Linked DNA regions of Mus musculus: region 1 is linked to region 2. Evidence: chromatin contacts called from public Micro-C data. All regions are on one chromosome and are shown on one strand. The core of a region is the stretch at or near the end of the contact, and the rest is flanking DNA. Distances in the headings are between cores, read along the strand shown.

What was found. Hi-C and Micro-C count contacts between places; a contact is called where the count stands out from the background.
Region 1: a contact with region 2 is called in a Micro-C map of the HL-1 cell line, with 6 times the contacts expected there. The contact joins two enhancer-like sites. A contact is called at or near these places in 4 of 39 promoter capture datasets (the HPC-7 cell line, hematopoietic stem and progenitor cells, pre-B cells and 1 more), 3 of 15 datasets of contacts at CTCF or cohesin (large pre-B cells, pro-B cells and stem cell-derived epiblast-like cells), 27 of 484 Hi-C or Micro-C datasets (the AML12 cell line, CD8 T cells, the G1E-ER4 cell line and 19 more), 12 of 115 datasets of contacts at active chromatin or transcription factors (DN3 thymocytes, the SCID.adh cell line, T-cell acute lymphoblastic leukemia and 4 more) and 4 of 9 other capture datasets (adipose tissue, embryonic stem cells, liver and 1 more).

The regions. Positions count from the first base shown.
Region 1 is chr3:135,710,133-135,714,134 of GRCm38.p6, forward strand. No RefSeq gene overlaps it. Among named protein-coding and RNA genes, the nearest start is that of Nfkb1, 21 kb to the left of the region's middle. Within about 2 kb of position 2,384, at least 32 of the 459 cell types and tissues checked have an H3K27ac peak or open chromatin away from gene starts, as enhancers often do. A contact at or near this core is called in the HL-1 cell line and tail fibroblasts, where this site is marked.
Region 2 is chr3:135,555,147-135,559,022 of GRCm38.p6, forward strand. The region is part of intron 13 of Manba (mannosidase, beta A, lysosomal); the gene reads left to right. Among named protein-coding and RNA genes, the nearest start is that of Gm46827, 51 kb to the right of the region's middle. Within about 2 kb of position 1,370, at least 50 of the 459 cell types and tissues checked have an H3K27ac peak or open chromatin away from gene starts, as enhancers often do. A contact at or near this core is called in the HL-1 cell line and tail fibroblasts, where this site is marked.

The DNA.
Region 1 (4,002 bases), core at 1,134-3,633, 160 kb after region 2:
CGACTTGAAATGGATATGAAGTTAATTTGCAGGAAAAGGAAAACTGGATTGTACTTATGCTATATTTGAATTTGTGGCTGAAATGCAAATTTATTGTGCATCTTACCAACTCTGGAGTGTGTTTGAAGAAGCCCGGGGATGTACAACTTTACCTTTCAGCCCCCTTCTTCCCAGCTCCAGTCTTTCTCTATGCAATGGAAGCCCTTGGGACTTGCTAGGTGTTAATTTATGCACTTTCGGGAATAAATACATGATTTTCTAGATTTCAGGGGGATTTTGATAGGACATTGATGTCTTCACCACACTCTTGCTCCATTTGCTCTGGGTGTTTTTCTCTCAGAACCTGGGAGAACTTTTCTTCGCTTATGTAGAATTCTATACTCTAAACCAGCTTAAAAGATCACTTATTATATTGCCACAATTTTGTTGGGGGCTGAATCCAATGGCACACCCTCAGAATCTTTTCTTTTTTTATTTCTTTGGTAAAACCGACAAGTAGGTATGTAGGGAACACTGGGTCAAAGCCATGCATCTCAAAAGAGAAAAGGAAAGCACATGGACAATTCAAATGAGGTTAAATGTCTGTTCACAGAAAATATTTACTAAATATACACATTTTCCTCTTAAACATATGTGCTTTTGTCTAAAGCTTCCAGGCCTCCCTCTTACTCTTGGCTGGAGTGCAGTGGGGGTGTTCCTATGGGATTGAGAGATACACACATGCTCCTCCATTCTAAACACAGATGAAGGTGGTAAAGTTCTAAGTGGAAATCGAGTTGTAGCATCTTCCCATCTGCTTTGGTGTGGTCCATTTGGCTCTGTACAGAGTGTGGAAGAAGCTGACACCATGTTTAGTGAGAACTCAACCTCGAATTTGGCAAGAAGCTTTCTAAGTTTGCTTAACTATTGCTAGTTTAATAAGACATCTGTGGTCACAGCAATTCTAATGACAAGTTGAGGAGAAACATCTTAGGCTGGTCTTACCTGCTTCCGAAAGCTCCCTCCCCCAGAGGGGAATCTCTCTGTCATTTCCTCCTTGTTACAAACGCTGAGCTGTTTTATCTTCATAACAGTGCGCTTGTGTTTCCATGAAAATGTATTATCTCATTTAACTTCTTCTCAGCTCGATCTTCCAAATATTTACACCGTCATAGCATTTTCTCTCCTATTCAGCCATTCACGGGTATGAATGTTGGAATTATTGCTCAAGTTTGTTCTAGATTCTGTCCACCTGAGCCGAAACAGCCATATCAAGTCATGAAACACATGGCCTCGTGCAAGTCATAGCTGATTTTCAGTTTTAGCAATATAGCCTTAGTCTCCTAAAAACAAAGGAACACACCGAATATTTAAAAATTTCCTACATAACATATAGTAGATATGTATAAATACAATAGGTATAAATATTTCAAAATAACACACTTAAACTTTGGAATCTGAATAACTGGTTGGATTATTAATATTTTCCCATCTGTCAAGTAAAAATGTTAAATTATCTCTTGGTGTCCGGTCTCCCCCTTTAAGCTCTATATTTTGCTTTTGAAACCTTAGTATAAATAGAATTTGGTGGATTTTTTTGAAAGTCACTAGGGTCGAAAACTTGTATTATTTTCTGGGAAAAAAATTTATAGTGGGGCATCTGTTCTTTAGAATTTTGAGTCATTCTGAACCATGCATGAATCATGACTTGCTCATTTTTAGCTCATTTTAGGGGAAGAATTGGCAAGGTGCAACAAAGGGAGACGTTACGTTAGAAGAAATTTTGGTTTCTAAGGTATTGAGACTGTTTCCAATAATAATATTACTTTTATAGGAAAGTGAGGCTTTTAATCTACATATCTGAAAGCTTTGAGCATATAAGTACACATGTACATGATGATACTTTTAAAATCAAGAAAATTTTATTCTAATTGTTCATAGTTTTAATCAGTGAAATGTGAATATTTTACTGCATAGAAGACCCATTAATAATAACACAATAGTTTTATTTTACAATGAGTATGGACCTGGGGCTAGCTTGACAAGAAACATCACATTTGCAGTATTTATTCTGTTTGTAACATGTCTATCTTAGGGTTACTAACTCAAGCAGACCAAGAACCTGGAGGCAGGAGCTGATGCAGAAGCCGTGGAGGGATGCCGCTTACTAGCTTGCTCCTTGTGGCTTGCTCAGCCTGCTTTCTATGGAACCCAGGACCACCAGCCCCAGATGGAACCGCCCTCCCACATCAATCACTAATTAAGAGAATGCTGTACAATCTTGCCTAAAGTCAGGTTTTACAGAAGAAAAAATTTTTTTCAATTGAGAATCCCTTGTCTCTGATGACTCAAGCCTGTGTCAAACTGACACACAACCAGCCAGTACAATGTGGTTCCTATGACACCATGGCTAGAAAGAAACACTTTACCCCTGCCCCCTTTAGAAAAGATTTATTTACTTCACTATTTTATGTGTATGAGGGTTTTGTCTGCATGCATGTATACCCACCACATGGGTGTGTGATCCCCGAGCAGGTCAGAAGAGGACATCAAATCCACTTGAACTGGAGTTACAGATGGTTGCGAGCTGCCATGTGTTTCTGGGAATCCAACCAGAGTCCTCTGTAAGAGCAGCACATGCAAGGGCTGGAGAGATGGCTCAGCGGGTAAGCGTTCTGACTGCTCTTCCGAAGGTCCTGAGTTCAAATCCCAGCAACCACATGGTGGCTCACACACCACCCATAATGAGATCTGATGCCCTCTTCTGGTGCATCTGAAGTCAGCTACAGTGTACTTATGTATAATAATAAATAAATCTTTGGTCCGGAGCGAGCAAGGACTGAGTGAGAGCGAGCAAGGACTGAGTGAGAGCGGAGTTGGTCAGACTGGAGCAAGCAGAGGTCCTAAAAATTCAATTCCCAACAACCACAGGAAGGCTTACAACCAGCTACAGTGTACTCATATACATAAAATAAATAAATAAATCTTTAAATTAAAAAGAGCAGCATGTGCTCTCCTCTGCTGAGCTAAGAGTTGTTTCAGGTCCAAGAATGGCTGCATTTTTGATCACTTCCCTGACAGATTTGTCTGAGATCTCTTCCCAGGTATTTATGGTAAGTGCCTTTAAAATGTGCTTCTTTTTTCCTATGAGAAAAGTAAGGTAATTAAAATTAGAACTTTCAGGGGGTGGCCAGGAAACAACTGTGCCAGGACAAAGATTTCTCCTTAGGGGAATGAGTTAAGAAAAGGAAGTATTATTTACTAAGTGTTCCCACTCTGCAGATGGCAAGCCTCTGACAAGTATGTGTGAAGCCAGTTGTTTGTGGATACATTTCCATGGTTATACTTTAGTCATCCATACCACAACAAGAGTCTAGGTCTCTCCTTGTGACTCTCTCCCTCCCTCCCTCCCTCCCTCCCTCCCTCCCTCCCTCCCTCCCTCCCTCCCTCCCTCCCTCCCTCCCTCTCTCTCTCTCTCTCTCTCTCTCTCTCTCTGCAAACGGCAGTGACTTCTGCATATCCCTGAAAGTTGATATCTTCTGATGGCTTCCCTGTGTCACCTGGCTTCCGGCTCTGCATCTGACTTTTTCCTAAGAACCTGTGCTTTGATCCAGTTCTGCAAGCTACAATATATGCTGCCCCCTCCTGGTATTGTTTGAAGAGGTGAGCTCTGCTTAATGAAATTTATTCAGATGCTATTTGTGAATATGCTTTTCAGATATTTGCTCTCCGTTCCTGTTTGTACTCATCCAGTTAAGGGTCACTGGAAAGTCCAATCTGATGGAATTTGAAACTCGCTGGTGATTTTGTTGTCATTTTAATATGCTGCTAGAACACTAGCTGATGCACACGAGAGAAGAGAGAGAGAGAGAGAGAGAGACAGAGAGAGAGAGACAGAGAGAGACAGAGACAGAGAGAGACAGAGACAGAGAGAGACAGACAGAGAGAGACAGAGAGAGACAGACAGAGACAGAGAGAGAGAGACAGAGAGACAGAGAGAGACAGAGAGACAGAGAGAGACAG
Region 2 (3,876 bases), core at 120-2,619:
ACTAAGATGTTTGTTGTTTAAGATTAGTCTAAAGTTTCAGCAATGAAGGCAGTAGGAGAATCTCCTATTAGGACAGAAATGTCCTGGCAATTCAGGTGGAAAAGGGTAGAGTCGTTGATGAAATGTGCTGGACCAAGAAGATCGCTTTACAGGGAAATGAAAGTCTCCATGCATGCAGATTGCATTCACCACGGACCTGAGATTCAAATGGGAGGGTTTGGAGCATAGCCGTGCTGCACACGCTCCAGGCTTTGGATCTGATCCCTGAGACAAAGAAAACAAAGCCCCTGAAATGAGGAAGCAACACAATAAAAGTCCTGGAAAGAACACAAGACTCAGAGACAGGCAAAGAAGAGGTCTTAAAGCTTGAGGACACTAACCATGAAAAAAAAAAAACGGGCTGATAAATTGTATTTCACTAAAATCATTGGCTTTTGATTTTTTAAAAAGATTTATTTATTTTTATTATATATAAGTACACTGTAGCTGTCTTCAGACACTCCAGAAGAGGGAGTCAGATCTCATTACAGATGGTTGTGAGCCACCATGTGGTTGCTGGGATTTGAACTTCGGACCTTCGGAAGAACAGTCGGGTGCTCTTACCCACTGAGCCATCTCACCAGCCCTGGTTTTTTTTTTTTAAAGCACTACCAGGAAAGAGAAAAAGGCAAGCTATAGATTGAGGATCAATGTTTACAATCATTTATATGTAATTGGTCTGGCCTGGGTGTTTTATCATGTCTGTTGCTTACCAAATAAATCACATCTAATTCAAACCTGAGCCTGCAGGCACAACCTAGCTCTTTCCCCCTAGATAATAGAATAGTTATTTATTCCCACAGACAACTTGAGTTATCAGAGGAGCAGGAAGGGAAAAGGTGCCCTTTGAGAATCAGTTTCTCACGACTTGGCATCAAACGCCCAATAAATATATGCTAGAGACAAATGAAAGCAGTAGAGGGGGCTCTAAGCTCAGGGCTTGGTGAAGACTGAAGTCACCTCCTGGTGTAGGTGGTCATTGAGAGGCCTGATGCAGCTTAGTTTAGTCAACCTGTGGGAGTGGTAGTGTGAGTCACAGATTAAGAGAGCATGCTGGGTGTGTGGCCATTTGGAATAGATATAACCCGAGAAGAGAGGAGAGTGAGAAGAGACTTTGGAAGACTGGAAGATCTGGAGGCAGAAGAACTCACTTGTTGCTGTAAGACGAAGCAGGGAGGGAAGGCTCTCCACATGTTCACGAGGAAGCTTTCTGCAAAGCCTTCTCGGTTCAAACATCTTTGACAGTTACAAAATTTGTTCAACCAATAGAGTCTTCCAAAGTGACGTGGGCACACATCCTGTTCTTCAGAACCTTATGAATGACTAATAATAAACGAGAACAGTGAGTGGGAGGGAGCTTAGAGAGGATGAGCCAGGGAAAGAATTAACCAAGATTCCTTCCCTACTCCCGCTTCTCTCCTCTCTGTCCTTTAAACAGGTTTTGGTGAGAATTGTCCATAAGATTACTCGATTCCTGCCTGCTGCTTCCTCATCTTTGCACCGTTCCTTCTTCCATGGCAAGACCTGGCTTTCACTTCCAGGATTTTTTTTTAACTTAATTACTTAATTCATTTGCAGCTTCTGTTTGGTTTTGGTCTGGTGGTGACCACCTTGCTGGGGCAGGTATCCCCGTGGACAAGGAGAGAAGGAGGAGGTGGGGAGTGTAGGGAGAAGGTGGAGATAGGAAGGGAAAGAGAAAAGCAACAGATTAATTCCATTGAGATCCACTCCCTAGTTTAGACTTAGAAAGGATCAAGGCTGAGTGCCAAACTGAATGAGAGCAAGTCTCCAATTCTGAACCAAGGCTTAGTTGGCTGCGAGTGCTAAACGCACAGGCAAAGCTCAGCGCTGCTAAAACACACAAGCAGAGAACTCCACTGGTGCCCGGCTGCCTCTGCTGCCTTGATTAGCACTCCCTACACTTAGATTTCAACACGACCTAGCTCCACTTGCTTACTCGACACACTCTGTGAGAGCTGCCTTAGCTGATAATACAATGAGCGTGTCTTCTTTTGTATTGCTGGACTGTCTCACCATGGGAACAAATCAGACTGCATACAGTTTCCCTACCACAGGACACTTCTGTTGTTTCTAGCCGAAGGCTGTTATGAGTAATGCTGCTATGAACAGGATTTTAGATGATGATTAGCAGACCAGTGTGCTTGCTTAGGTATACAAGGAAACCAAGTATTTAACTTTGACAGAAACTGTCAGAAACCTCCCCAAAGTGGTTAAACAAACTGACACGTTGTCGAACATTGTTTTACAGTTCCAGCTGGCTTACCTTCGCTTTGGCAGCTGGTACTGTCAGTCTTTGATTATGGGAATTCTGGTGGGTGTGTGTCTTAAATGGCTTTAATTTTCACTTGCTTGGTTAAAAATGAGATGAAACTGCTGGAGTGGTGGTTCGGTGGTTAAGAGCACTGGCTGCTCTTCTAGAGGGCCCAGGTTGGATTCTCAGTACCCAGTGGTTGCTCATAACTTCAATTCCAGGGAATCTAATGCCCTCTTCTGGCCTTTGTGGGCACCAGAAACACACATGGTATAGAGACATACATGCAGGCAAAGTACCCATACATATCAAATAATTTTTTTTTAAGAACGTGATTAAGCACTTTTTTTTTTCTTTTTTGGTTTTTCCCAGATGGGTTTTTCTGTATATCTTTGGCTTCCCTAGAATTCACTCTTTAGGCAAGGCTGGCCTTGAGATGCTCCTGCCTCTGCCTCCCAAGTGCCAGGATTAAAGGTGTGTGGCACCACTGCCCTGCAGAGCATAGTAACCATGTGGGTAGCTTTACTAGTCAAGTGTTTATTCAAGATTTCTACTTATTTGTTTTATTGACGTTCTTACCTTTGGACATCTCTGATCAGATATGTGAATTACAGCTAGGAGTATGCCTCAGTGACATAACACTTTCCTGATGTGCTCTGGCTTCTGTTCCAGGCACCACAGGAAAGAGGCCTGTCTGTCTGTCTGTCTGTCTGTCTCTCTCTCTCTGTCTCTCTCTCTCTCTGTGTGTTGCATTGAGGGAAATGAAAGAGTGTTGGCTAACACAGCACATGGCATGTATAGAATCTTTTCAAGACATCGTGTGATTTAATATTCAGGCATTCAAGATTCCTCTAAGTGTCTACTAAATGTCTGATACTTGGCCACGAAGTGTTTTGAACCATTTCTCATGGAATTCTAACATCTCCAGACACCATATTCATATTAGCTATTTGTATCATAAAGTGGATTTTTGTTTAGTTGGTTTTTATTTTTATTTGGAAAGATCGGCAAAATGGATAACGTTTGGGATAGACTGCATGGACTAGTGAAGAGTCACATGACCAAACTAGGACTGGAGGAGGAAATTGTACCACTTGCCTTATAGGAATAGCAATGGTTGTAAGGGAAAAGTATGGACAACTGGGATAAGGCATGACAAGAAACTTAAAAGAAATGAGTGTATTACTAGTGAAATGGTGACAAACTGACTCATGAAGAAGTAGAGTATCTGGTTAGACCTACCACAATTAACCAAGTGGGGTTCATCCCCTCTTAACTTTATGGTCAGTTTAATCTGTGATGAGTTTATATCCATGAAACATCATCATAAGTCAAAGATAATCTTTATTTTATCCTTTCAGGCATTATTAAAACTGGTATTATTTATTTAACTTCACTTTCAATTATTTAAATTCACTCATTTGTGGCGATTTTAGAAAAGTAGAACATATCTTTAGTTTGATCTTATACACTGTAAACTTGAAAAGAACCTCATCCTTAGCTCTAGCAAGATTCTCCTTTACTCTCTAGAGAGTCCCATGTATAACATCAAATCAGCAGCCAGC